Regions from separate parts of the Anser cygnoides genome. Here region 2 is linked to region 1. A link is a contact called in public Hi-C data. All regions are on one chromosome and are shown on one strand. Each heading gives the region's core, a stretch centred on a gene start, on an enhancer-like site or on the middle of the called end of the contact. The rest is flanking DNA. Distances are from core to core; before and after follow the strand shown.

The links. A called contact is a pair of places that touch in the nucleus more often than the background predicts.
Region 2: a contact with region 1 is called in a Hi-C map of liver, with 3 times the contacts expected there. The contact joins two enhancer-like sites. A contact is called at or near these places in 3 of 7 Hi-C or Micro-C datasets (granulosa cells and liver).

Annotation. Positions count from the first base shown.
Region 1 is chr4:15,301,915-15,308,911 of Taihu_goose_T2T_genome, reverse strand. No RefSeq gene overlaps it. Among named protein-coding and RNA genes, the nearest start is that of BOD1L1, 230 kb to the right of the region's middle. Within about 2 kb of position 3,276, at least 1 of the 3 cell types and tissues checked has open chromatin away from gene starts, as enhancers often do. A contact at or near this core is called in liver, where this site is marked.
Region 2 is chr4:15,652,699-15,659,695 of Taihu_goose_T2T_genome, reverse strand. No RefSeq gene overlaps it. Among named protein-coding and RNA genes, the nearest start is that of C1QTNF7, 23 kb to the left of the region's middle. Within about 2 kb of position 2,720, at least 2 of the 3 cell types and tissues checked have open chromatin away from gene starts, as enhancers often do. A contact at or near this core is called in liver, where this site is marked.

The sequences.
Region 1 (6,997 bases), core at 2,027-4,526:
AAAGATACCAGAAATTCTGGTATTACGTACTTCTAAATAGTTGTGCATCATTCAAAAGTCATTGATAAATATTTGCCTTCCTGAAACCTGAGACATGCTGCACTTCCCTTGAAGAAATGCAGCGTTACCTAATCATTAATAGTTGCATGGTCTCTTGTAATTCATAGACCCATGGATGGATACAACTGTGAAGAGTATCAGGAGAACACTTAGTCCATTTCCCCAGAATAGTCGCTTCTGAGAGAGGTTTGTTAGGGCAGGCTGTTTTGCAACAGTATGATGTCCTTAAAGACCTCTAATGTTAGAGATCCTCTGGCCTTCATCAGTAAAACCTTTATATTGATTTTCTCTCTCTACATTTGCAGTACTTTCCATGAAGTCTGACTCGCATTTTTCTTCTAGTAATTTAAACCTCTAACTTCTTGTCCCATACTCTGTGGCAATGAGTACCAGATGTTCCTCCTCATCCTTTCACAACAACCTTATACACACTTGAAAATGTTATCATGATCCTCATCATCCTCTTCTTTAGGCTTCTTTGATCCTGGCGCAATGCTTCCTTGACTTCTGACTGTTATCGTGTCTCTGGAATATTCTCCAGCTGGTCTGCAACTTTCTAGAAAGTTATTGCCTGAAGGTTATTGCAAACCTGGGGCATACCTAGGGGGACTTGACCACCACCTTCAGTTCTCAATAAGCCCTTATGTTTAGCTGCAGAATGGCTATCTGGCCAGTTCCCTATCTTCAGTTTCCACAGCTGAGAACTCCTGCATGAGAGCTGCATTTGTCTCTACTGAATTTCACCTTGTTCTTTTCAGCCCATTCTTCCAACCTGTCAAGATGATTTTTGAATTTGAATCCTACCCTCCAATTTACTCACAGTCCTTCCTACCTTCATGTCAGCTGCAAATTTAATAAGTGTATGTTCCATTCCATAACTCAGGTCATATTGCATAGACTTTTATGAGCTCTGGGAAGAATGAAAGAAATCAGCAGGCAATTTGACAAAAGCCTGTATTTCTATGTACCACTCAATGGCAAAAAAAAAAGTTTCCTTCTTTTTTTTTTCCTTTTCTTTTTTCCCCAAATATATCCGAGTCTTCTTTGGCTTTAGTGCTCTTTTTAAAACTCCCTATTTTTTTTTACCCCTGCTTTATTTATCAGAATAATTTTTCTAATACTAACTATTATGTTAATGGTTTTTAAAAGTCCATTGCAGGATAGAGATGTCAGATGGAGAATGATAGCCACTCACATTGTGCTAGTATTTTTAATATTGAATTAAGCTATAGAACTCGCTAATACAATACAAATGCCACTAATATGACAAAGATTATCCAAAACTGCTGACACCACCTAACTCCAAGGGAAAATTTCTCTGTGTTCAGCTTTAAACAGGCCTTTCTCAGAAGCTTTTATGTAGCTTTCCACTCATGCAGGTCAGGGCATCTGCCAAAAGAGTATTTTCCTTGCTGTTTATGTAGTGCAGCAAGTGACCATTTAGCTTAGAGGCAAGAACGTAAATCCTAATGTGTTTGATTTGTGGGGCTATGGTGGCACCTTTTCCGCCAGAAACAAAGCTTTCTCCTAGCTCAGCTTACTCAGCAGGGATTGTAAAGCTGGATAATCCCATGAGTTTCAGCTGTTAAACCTGTTGCAGATATTTAATATAAAATGACAGTACCACTGTTCTTTAAACTTTTTTTTTTTTTCATTTAAAAAATTCTGAGGGTATTGGCCCATCCTGAAACAAAACTTACAGTAACAGTTAATGGCATCTCTGTAGCAAACCTTTGAAATTTACATTAATAAGCAATCTGAAGTTACCTGGAAAGCAGAGGATTTCAGCTGAGGTTATATAACAAAGTTTGTCTTGGCTCATGTAAAACACATCATGAAAACCATACAAATCTTTAAAAACATCTTTAATGCGGGAAGCAACAACAGTCTGGAAAATAGTTTTCTTTTTTCAACTTTTCTTTAAGATTTCATTTACTATAATTTATCTACATCCATAATTTTTAAAGTGATTGCAAATGTGAATATCTGCTTGCATCCTGAGGAACCCAACAAAAAGAAACCTGAATAGATTTTTATATTTGTTGTATTCTATATGATGTCTTGTACTACCTTTGTCAGTATAAACCAGATGAGTTTTCTGTGATACCCAACAGCTGCTTCACAGGATGCACTTTCTCTTTTACCCTCTTCATGTGGTATTTTTTTGTAAGAAATGTTTTCAATGGTTTCCGTGAGGAGTTTTAAAGTTCGTTGAAGCCTTTACATTTTAGACTACACTACCCAGAACTCTTAACAGGCTGCAGACTGAGAAGCTAAGATGTGTTGAATTTTCAACAGAATAGTCTATGGTCCTTTTTTGCCAAAAATAAAAATCCTAACTTCAGATGTTCTCCATCTTTAACAAGGAAGATATACCATAGAGCATATTCTTTCATTTCCTGCTTTCAGCAACATTTCTGGTGGTGTCATTTACTTCTGTGTTAGAGCCTTTTTTAGTGCAATGGCAGATCTCTTTAAACTTTGCCTGAAGTAATAGCAACTAAAGTTTGTAGGATGACTTGATCCTAAGGAAACCTGAATATGTTGCCAAGAAGGGCAATGACACTTACTGGCATGCATTTCTCTATCAGACTGTTGATATAACCTCAAGCAAGATAGCAAACAGTGCTAGCTGAAAGACCCAGTGCAAATAAATAAAGCATTCAGAGAGTAGGGAGCCATAAATAACACTTTAAAATGTATAAAAAGTAACTCTGGGCACAAAAGGATTTATTAATTATTTTTCACTACTTCCTCTTGGTACGATTCTCCAGACCATAAGTGAAAGTCCTCATGTTTCTTTTTTTCCCTCAAAGAGACACTGTCATTAAAGTCAGCCTGTCTGTGATACCTTTCTTTTCAAAGGTCCATGTGGACTGGACACACTGTGTAAATTAAATATTAGGTTTGGAGAGAGTCTTTCTTGGTATTGTAGGACCTGCTTGCAGGGCCCCCATGAGAGGCCCGCTGAAAAACAGGCTCAGAAGCAGATGGATCCAGGGTTGCTGCTATGTGGTCAAACCACTTTATATTCTGAACTCTTCTCCTGTATTCCTCAAGGGCTGGTCAACAAAACAGGGAGTGTGGGAGAATTGTCTTAGAGATTTGTTGTTGTTATTATATATGTCATCTGTTGTCAAGAGCAAAAAGAACTTGTCAGCCTAAAACAAAACTGAAAAATGTATCTCGTATTTCTGCAGTGAAGAATCATTTGGGAAAGAATTGAGAGGAGTAAAGTTTGATTGTGATTCCTAGAATAAATTACAAAGACTTTGGAACTGGCTAAAAGGAAAAATAATAAGCACTCCCAAAGGCAATCCCTGCTTTCTAATTTGTCACGATACCCCAGCCTAGACATATATTTTTGCCTTTTTTGAATAATAGTCTAATATTATGGGGCCAAAATAAGAGTGAGTAATGTCTCACTTCTTTGAATCTTCACAGTATAAGTTTCCCAGCATAAATTCTCAGCTTGGCCCACTGAATGTTAAAATCTATCACTGCTTGCCATAATCCCACGAGAGTCAACATCTGATATATAGAAAGTTGTTTTCAACTATATTACCCTTGGAAAAAAAAAAAAAAATAAGAGGATGTTTAATATATCTGTTCAGAGGTACCTTGCTGGTGTACAGTAACCAGCAATAACAACAGTACTTCTGATTTCTGTATGTTATCTCTCATAAAGTAACATTAAGGAAAATCAAGAATGTCTTTACCACCAACAAAAGACAGACCAGCAACATCAGTGGCATATTGACCTACTTTCAACCAAAGTAATTTATGCTCCACCATCACTACTTGTAGAAATGTGTCATGGATCTAAAATACCCCAAAAGTGAGGAGGGATATCTTTTCTTTTCTTTAGGGCTTCTGTGGTATGTGGTCCTAATCACCATTATGCTCATCAGAAAGCGGAGGTTATTTTCTACATTGTTACCATTGTTGACAATTTCTTTGGAAAAAGAAGACCTTTGACTGTTTAAAAAAAAATATATATATATTTGACAGTGAAATTGCAGTGTGGTACCAGCTGTGCGTTGTAACAGACTTTCTTCACTTCCTCATTCTGGGCTGTCACATGGGATCATCTTCAGTAGCCCGGAGGATATGGTGGATCCCCTCAGTTGTGGAGGTTTGGGTTGTACCTTCAACAACAAAGACAACTGCAGAGGAGACCTTGTGTTTAGCTAAACTGCCTGGCTTCTAGTGGAAGGGAGGTATGAGGAAAGTCTGTGAAAACATGGTAGTGACCTTTAATCAAAATATCTTCACTTCCAGGCTTTCTGTTCTGTGAAATACTGGCCCTTTTTCTCAGCAATGGGAACTTCCCATGGGAAAAAAAAAAAAAAAAAAAAAAAAAAGGAAAAGAAAAAGAAAAAGAAAAAGAAAAAGAAAAAAAGAAAAAGAAAAAGAAAAAGAAAAAGAAAAAGAAAAAGAAAAAGAAAAAGAAAAAGAAAAAGAAAAAGAAAAAGAAAAAGAAAAAGAAAAAGAAAAAGAAAAAGAAAAAGAAAAAGAAAAAGAAAAAGAAAAAGAAAAAGAAAAAGAAAAAGAAAAAGAAAAAGAAAAAGAAAAAGAAAAAGAAAAAGAAAAAGAAAAAGAAAAAGAAAAAGAAAAAGAAAAAGAAAAAGAAAAAGAAAGAAAAAGAAAAAAAAGAAAAAGAAAAAAGAAAAAGAAAAAAAAAGAAAAAAGAAAAAAAAAAAAGGAAAAAGGAAAAATGTCATCCAAAAATGTGTTGATTAAATGTGATGGACAAACTCCAAAGCTTATGACTTTTGGCACTATTTTCAGTCCAGGAGAGTGGGAAATAAATTTGGGAAAGAACTGTGGGAAAAAAAAAAAAAAAACTTTAATCAAAAGTACTGAGCAAGTGAAGGAGTTGAGAATAAAACATAAGAGAAAATAGCAAGTTTTTCTTAAACCTAGGCTGATTTATATCTGTCATATGGATGCACTGTTACAGATGACTACAAATATCTCTAAAATATTTATGTATTTCTATTTCTCAGTATTCATATGGAGCAGTTATATGTCAGGAGGTACAGAGCCGCCATTTTTTTTATTTTTTTTTTTTTACCCTTATGCTTCATGACCTGAAAGTTGGACTTAATTGCATACTATTGACCCTCTTTGGTAATAAATAAAGAGACAAATATCAAATGTACCTCAGCTAAAGTTATTACTTTGTGAAGGTGTGGGTGGAAAAGGTTTCATTCAGTCATGAGGATAGCCCTTGTTCTTGTCACTGTGTTAAAAGCAGAAAACACTGCTGAGATTAGGAGCAGATCAGAGCCCATGCAGATGACGGACAGAACTGAAGTGACATAGAGGCAGCTTTGAGGAGCTGTGATGACTCAAACAGAAGTGACCAAGAGACTGTGGAGGGATACCATTAAAAACCTGTTGACCCAACACCAGATATGTGGACACTTGGGCAAAGCCAAAGGTAGAGGACCCAGTCTTCTTAGGACACCTCCTCAAAATGCAGATTCACTGCACCTTTATGTCAGAGTGTCGTTCATGGAATGTAGGATAAGTATTGCCACAAATATTTCAGCATTTACAGGTATCCCCAAAGACTATGAGATATTTTAAAGAGATTTAAGGACTTCAAAAATAAATATGTGGGCTACTCTCATGAATAGTGGTTTGGGGTAGGATTTCCCAAAATACATTTCAAGTATAACTGCTTCAACAGATGACAGGCAACAGAGGGAATATTCAGAGCTCTCCAGTGTAGCTCTTGCCACCCATGGGATGACACCTGCTGACAAGTTGTCCTCCAATAGATTTTTCATCAGTGAGTGCTGGCTTATCTTTCCCAAACTGTCTGTTTCTTTCCCTTCTCAGCCCTCCACCAAGAAATTTCTATGTTTTACTTGCATGGATCCATTGCTTGTGATGAAAGAAATAAAATAGGAACACCCAGTTCCAGTTTTACATCACTAAGTAGCACTATGGCACTTCATCACAATGAATTGGGACTTACACACAGTCTCCTTTTTAATCTTTGCAATTTTGGACCCTACACTGAAGTCAAACTTCTTCAAGGGTTTAAAATGGTTAAATAACATTTTTATTTCACCACTCCCAGATATTAAGATGGGTGTCAAAAGGAGTAATGTTTTTTCTGTTGTTTTAACTAAGTTGGAAAAACACTTGTAAAAAAAAAATCAAATCAAATATCTATTCATTAGAATTTCTGACCATTTTCAAGAGTTTCAGAGAAGCTTTGGATAGAACTTCAAGACTGAAATAATGTTTCAGCCATTTAGGCATACAATCAGTTGAGCGAGGTGCACAATTTTTCTTGCTGCCATAGTTTCCCTTCATGAGCTAACAGCCAGTTATTGACTTTTGCTTGTTCATTTGGAAAGTGCTACAGTTCAACAAAATCTATGTTCCATTAGCTTGCCTGATTAGATAAAATCTGAACAGGTTGATGATGAGAAAGAACATTTCACATCCCTTACAGCCCTCTGCCTAACAATCAAAGGAACTTTGTTGTGGACATTAGAACTGAACTGCATTGAGACAATCATTATAAAAAGAGTATTTTCCAGGGGATTCTTCATAGCCATGCCTTGGGCAGCTATCACCATTTTTATAAAACTAAACTGGGCCAGGTGTGTATTGTATTAAAACTAGTAGTTAGCTCATCACTTTCTGTAGGTGATGGTCTTCCAGAGGTCTTCCAGACCAGTTTGTGATCTTCAGGGAGTTTGCCAGCCCAAGAGGTGCTAAATAGGCACATCTTCTGCTTTGACAAGCAAAAAGAGTTTGATGATGAGGAAAGATATTGTAACTTAATGTTTGCAGTTATTGTGGAAGCATGAATACAGGGGAGTAAACCATGGATTTAGATAACAAATTTTGTTTGTTATCTTGTAATGTTATCTCTTTCCCCTTGATTGCCCTTTTACAGGTTATCTTAGAA
Region 2 (6,997 bases), core at 1,471-3,970, 350 kb before region 1:
GGGAATTTTGCCCTTTGTTTCAGCAAAGGATCCCAGGCAGCCCGAATCTCTTCTTTTTGCATGTGATGCATTTCTGAAATATGAACAGTCCCCTTTCCTAACCACAGCATTTGAATCTGTGGTTCTACAGTTACTGAACAGACAAAAAATGATGTATGGGCAGCTGGCGGGGCAGGGAGGAACAGGGCTGTTTCTCTGTCCACCAGGAGATGGCAGTGAGTATGCTATGTTTTTTCCTCTATTTCACTTGTACATAGTCCCTGAAAAATAACGGGTCCTTTGAGGACAACTGAGCTATAATGCTTTCATTTCTGTTTAATTTTCCTTTTCCATCACTCATATTTATATCCTCCCCACAACTCCTTCTTCTGCATAATGCCTCCTTCACCCAACAGCTACCATTTACCTTCTCGATGCGCTTGGCTAACCCCTATAGATCGGCATAAAACGGCGTCACAGAAGCTGAACAGTAACATTTGGGGAAGGGAAAGCAGTGCATGTGACTCGTGTGGAAGCTGGCAGCCGCTGGTGCAGGCTGCTGCGTGGGGACGAGGGCGCAGGCTCGAGCCAGGTGATTTTCTGCCCATTCCTTCTTCAAAGAGAAATATGCCCTAGTTGCAAAATCGAGCTGACATTTAGTGTCTAGATTTCATCCTTGACGTTCTCTGCTGGCCAGAAGACGTCAGGAGACACATTTCCTTGTCTATATGAACCTCATGTGCCTTTGGGCCATATTAACTCATCGTGCTGCAAAGCTCCTCTGAAGGACTCTGACATTTTCTGCCGTAATGCCTTCCATCAGTGGGCTTCCCAAAAGGGTACATTAACATATGAAGCCCCATAGATTTTGGGAGGGCAGAGGAAGACAATTGCTCAGAAAGGGACAGTTTACCAGACTGTGATTGCTGGCTGTGAAGTCTGCTAGCAACATTCAAGGAGCAAAGTCCTTATTTCTCCCTTCCCTCACCATTTTCCAGTGGACCCTGAGGAGTGTGGTGCCTTTGGCACTTGGAAGTGACAGGTGCAGATGGGGCTGTTCCATGAATTGCAAATATCCAGAGGTTCAAATGCCACAGCTGAAAAGGTTTGCTTTTCTGTTTTTTATTTATTTATTTATTTATTTATTTTTTATTTATTTATTTATTTTTGGTAGTGCCATAAATAAAGTGTCTTTATGTCCCCATTTCACATCATGCACTGAGAACTTTCTCAGGGACACCTGAAATGCCCCAGTTTTTCATTGCTCCTATCAAAACATTTTTCTAAATAATTACAGAGCGTTAAAAATGGATTGCTGTACCCAGGGGAATTTGCTCTTTGTTTGCCAGGAACAAATAGGCCAAGAGAATGAGTGTTCAGCATCACGAGTGGTGTTTGAAGGAAAGAGCAAAGTCAAAAGCATGTCGGCACCACCAGAGATGCTCTGTTTTCAAAGTGAATTTTTATTACACATTGTCAAGGTTGCATGAGAAATTCCCACATGTAATGCTCCTTGGCTAGGAGCAAGGAGTAATCTCCTCCTGTGGGAGTGATGCACGTGATGTTGTTGACCCAGAGGAATTTTTATATATATATATATAGATTTTTTTTTTTTTGAAGTGACCTCTTCATAACTATTTCTTTGCTTCTTAAGATGTTGCTTCCAAACTGGCACTGGGTTTTGATTACAGCTGTCACCTTCATAGTGGTTTGCACTTCATTAGCATTACCGTGCCTCCTCTTGAGAATCCCCAGGCCCTGAGCAAACACAAACCTAGAAATGCTAAAAGCATCCTGCTGCCATCAGTACCTCTGCAAATTGCTTTTCACTTTTAGAGCATCCTTTCTGAGTTATGAGTGCCTGAAAAATCTATTACTGTAGCAGTGATGCTGGGTGGCAATAAGAGGGGAAGTAGGCTCAGCACGTCTGGTTTTCCTTAGAAGTTGGCCTAAAACCTCTTGCACCCCACCCCCAGCTACTCTCCTTTCACCCCCAGGAGAGGTCCAGGATGCACTGATTCCCTTCATGGCTGGCGGGCCAGTGCACATCCCATGGGGGATGCCATCCTGCAGCCCTCCACCCATACTTGTACTTCTTTTATTAATTCCTTCTGGGTGCCTGAATTCATGTTAAGGGGCTTCTGACACCTCCTTGCACGCATTAATCAATAGGTAGCATGTATGTGTACACATACTGGGGCTCCAGGGACAAGTGCTTTTTACTGTTTCCATCCCTCTCTCCCTGTTAATCTCTCTGGTTGTTTGTTCCTTCCACTTGCTGTGTCTTGCCTTAAATTAAACCATAAGCCCTTCATCACAGGAGATGCCTTTTATTGTGGGTTGTTGGGAGGGGTTTTGCAGAGAATCCAGAGCGTCAGGCAGGGCTCTCCAGGCACCACTGAAATAATAATGAAGTAGTTTCACCAAGGTGGGACCAGAGAGGACTGTCGGCTAGGTTGGAATTCTTCTTGTCCCTGAAAATTGCCTAGGTAATAAGATAGCTGCTTTAAAATTGCTTGGGGTATCCCACAGGATTCTGTTTTGACTCTGATTTCCATTTCCAGCACATGTTCTGCCATTTGGCCAGCACGATCCACCCGTGCGAGCTAATTTAAGGTTGCTAAACAGATGACACAGAACATACATCTTTTATATTTGATCTCTGCACTGGTAAGTTCTCTGACTGATGGTTAATCTTAACTTATAATAGGATTTGCCCACACTCTCCCAAGAGCGGGATATTGGTCTGCAACAAAACGGCAGCCTTGGGTGGAAGCGCACCGGGGGAAATGTAGCACAGTTAATTCGTGTGCTTTGGCTTCTTGTCCTCTGGAATGATACTGGGCTTTCTAGCTAACATGGGTTTAATGTTGGTGTTAATTGCACATGTTGGAAGGTTTGACCAAGTTTGTAATAGTGCAATACCATGCTACTGTGAATTTGAGCACTGTTGCCATTTTCTTGTGCAGGTCAGCAAGTAACTCCTGATCTGTTAGACACGAGCCAGACAGTAGCAGCCGGACAGTGAGGTGTGTGTCCCTTCCCACCTCTCCTCCCTATCTGAAATCCTCCCTATTTTGGTCAAAGGGTAGGGTGCCAGGGGTGGTCAGGTTTAGGTACTAACTTGTTGTCGTGGCAGTTCTCTGGGGTTGAACGCCTGTTGTACATTAACTAACCTGTACTAGGGAAGAAAGGTCACATATGCAACGTCAAAAAACACACAATCCACACACACAAAACCACCAAGTCATCTGGGCTACGTGTTTGAGACCTGGGCTGACCCACTTTTCTATTGAACTGTATTTCTGTACCAGACAGGGTTGCCCCACAGGGAGAAAATCTTTGTACAAATGACCATAGAATCAGAACATCCCGAGTTGGAAGGGACCCACAAGGATCATCGAGTCCGACTCCTGGCTATACACAGGACCACCCAAAAATCAGACCATGTGTCTGAGAGCGTTATCCAAACTTTTCTTGAGCTCTGGCAGGCTTGGTGCCTTGACCACTGCCCTGGGGAGCCTGTCCCAGTGCCCGACCACCCTCTGGGTGCAGAACCTTTCCCTAACCCCCAGCCTGACCCTCCCCTGTCCCAGCTCCATGCCGTTCCCTCGGGTCCTGTCGCTGTCCCCAGAGAGCAGAGCTCAGCGCCTGCCCCTCCGCTCCCCTCGTGAGGGAGCTGCAGGCCGCCATGAGGCCTCCCCTCAGCCTGCTCTCTCTGGGCCTCTGGCAAGGGACCTCAGTCCTTTCCTCATATGTCTTCCCCTCCAGACCCTTCACCATCTTTGTAGTTCTCCTTTGGACACTCTCTAATAGTTTTATGTCCTTCTTATGTTGTGGTGCCGAAAACCGCACACAGTAAAGATGTCATTGTAGCCCATGCGGGATATTTATTAGCGAGGACCACTTCACAGGGCCTGGATCCCACTGTCATCTGGTCCTTTGCGAATATACTGTCAAGGCAGTTAATCGCAGATTTAGTGTTGTGCCTTTTTTGTTTGGTTTGGTTTAGTGTGACATTCAGGATTCCTTTACAGGCAACTGTGCAGAGCAGGGAAATCTATGTGAAATGCTTCCTACTGGAGTCACCATCTGGCCAATATTCATCTTGTTTAGTGAAATACCAAGATATCCATAGAACGCAGGTGTTAATGCAGATCATAAGGCACAAGTGACCGCAGTAATAAACCAACATGCAATGAAATGTAATTAACGCACCTGGTGCTTGGGTTTGAAAAGAATTTCAGTGCCTTTTTATTTTCCCTGCACACTGATGTGCATTTTAATAGTTGGAACTTCAATCATCACTTCCAACCAACCCTTTAATCATATTAATTCCCTTAAAAAGTGAACTATAATGTTTGCTAGTAAATAGTATTTCATAATTTAAGCAGGAGAGGGGAAAAAGTGGAAGCACACATGAAACCGTATGCTGCTTAGTTGCATTTTTGTGGCATGAAAAAGACTATTGTCCTGTTTCTGCTGATCTGGTTCTACCACTGGCAAAGGTTTGTTTTCAGTCGTGTAATCCTTGCTGGTAGGATCCAAGTGCTTTCGAACCAGCTGGAACAAGTGAAAAGATACGAGGCAAAAAATAAATGATTAAGCTTTCTATCACTGGATTTCACAGTGTGTTTTTCATCTCACCTCTGACCTGCACAAGTCAGGAATGCATATTTGTAAGGTTAATACCCCCAGGATGACATTAGTTCCAAGCAGACCCCAAAGAAACCCACATGGAAACATACTGGTAGATTCTTTTTGTGTGTTTACGGGTTCCAGAGAATCACATTTTCTTTTCAGATGTCCATTTACAGCGAGATCTCACCCGATCTCGTTAGTCAGCTGACAAATCACAAGCAGACAGGGCATGTGTGGGGGAAAGGGAGAGGTCACCAAGTCAAAGCCAAGGGTCACGGGTAATTTTTATGTTTGGATGGGTATTTCTCCAGGGTGGTCTTAAGGGTGTGAGGACCATAAATCTACACGGGCAGACTTGCAGGGACAGTCCTGTCAAGTGACTCCCAACCATGTGCTAACTATTTAATAGGGATTCAGAGAGCGGTTAGCTCCCTAGAGAGATGTCTGCTACTGACACTGCTATTGCTCAATCCCTTTCCCCCACCTCGATGCGGGTGCAGATTACAACGTGCTTTGCCACTAGCAGTTGGTGCTAAGCCACTGTAAATGAGCTGCTGACAAACCAGGGCCATGGGCAGCAGCCTCTTGGTGGCACCAGGCGAGGGCCAACCACTGCTGGCCAGGCACGGAGGGTCTACTTGACCACCCGAGCACCTTTGTGGATGCTGGCTATGTTTTTCTCCTTCGGCAGCTGAGCATCCCTGTAAAGCAGACTTTGCCTCCCTGTCATCAAGGACTGGATGCTGAGGGTCACTGCTGAGTGACAAAATGCACCAAAGCTCTGAGGCTGCATCAGGGACCTCTGCAGTGTCCCTGTCTTCCATCAGACAAAGGAAACCAGGAGAAATGTGGTCCTTACTGGTGCACGCTACTGCTTTTTATTCTGTTCAGACACAGAAAAAGAAATTAAGAAGCACTTGCTGACCCCAGCTTCTCTTTGCAATGTTGCTGTCTTGGCAAGCCCTGGGATGAGAGAAGCCAAGGTGGGCAGGGCTGAGCTGTGTTGTTCTTGATGGGCAGCCTCTGCAACCTCCTATCCCCAATGGCTGACTGGTGATATGTTGCCAATACTTCTGCAATGCTTCTGCCAGTGCTTCTGCACCAGCAGCACCATGATTGCACTTAACGTGTGCACATGGGTATGGGTGAGCAGTGGGGTGGGACTATGAGGTGTGACAATGAATGAGACCTTCCATCAGGCTGATGGGGACTGCAAAAAGGCTGACACGGATGTCCTCTCCTGTCTTCATCTGTCCCAGTATCCGTGCAATTCCTTCAATGACCTGGCTTGCTTTTTTTAGGAAATAAAAATCCTTCAGGGTGCTCTATCACACGGGGCCACCCTTGATGTTCCTCAGGTAACTGACTTTGTTCTTACATGAGTGTCCCCACGGTAAGATAGCAGCAGCAAAGATGCTTACGACCCTCAAAGCAAACCCTCACTAAGAGGACCGAGAGCTGTGAGCAGTACCAGCAGGTTACCAGGTGGGCTGCACGTCAATGGCTGTGGGCTTGCTGTGAGCTCCTTCGCACTGCAGACTTTACATGGTCAGCCACGTCCTTAAACAATGATGATGAAATTTCCACTTCTTGACTGAAGCCAGCTCTTGAACCCAGGTCCACAGAGGTGAAAGGCTAATGTATTAAGCTGTCTACTTCAATTAATCTCTAAACCCTGGACAGATTTACAAACTATTGGAAGAATTTAGATCGTATCTGATTTACGAGACACCCTTTTTTAGTTCAGATCGCCTTTGCAGATGGCCACCATACAGAGCAATAAGGATAATTACTATACAGATTTATTGTCAGGGTGGAAATTTTCATTTTCAAAATAATGCACAGCTGTCTATCCCGAACTGGCTACAATATGCAAATACAGTAGTTAACCTGTCCCCCACCAATTATTATATCTCAGGATGAGGAAGGCCTAAATATCAGGAGCTGGGTTATGGCATCAGTTCCATCAAAATCACCTGTCAGACTTAATTTTTCTGCACTTAGTGTCTGCCCCCAGAGCTGCAGTGCTGGCTCACAGATGCCACAGGGGCACGGATCCATTTTCAGCCATGGTCAGGGCAAGCATTTGAGATGCTAAACCGTGAGATCACTTTATTTCTTACATGCTTCAGAGAAGAAATTATGTTTCTTGAGGGCAGGATTGACAAATGGAGGCAAAGAAATCCTTTGACCAATGCAGCAATCCAAACAATTTATTGAAAACAGTACCAAAATGCAGGAGTGTAATTATGACCTACAGTATAAACAGCATCTCCCTGCCCTGGGCACAATTTCCATTCTTCTGAAGACTTTTGCAGTGAATTCTTGGGGAGAAGGTCACAAGGATGCATGGAGCATGCATTGTCATTAGCTATGG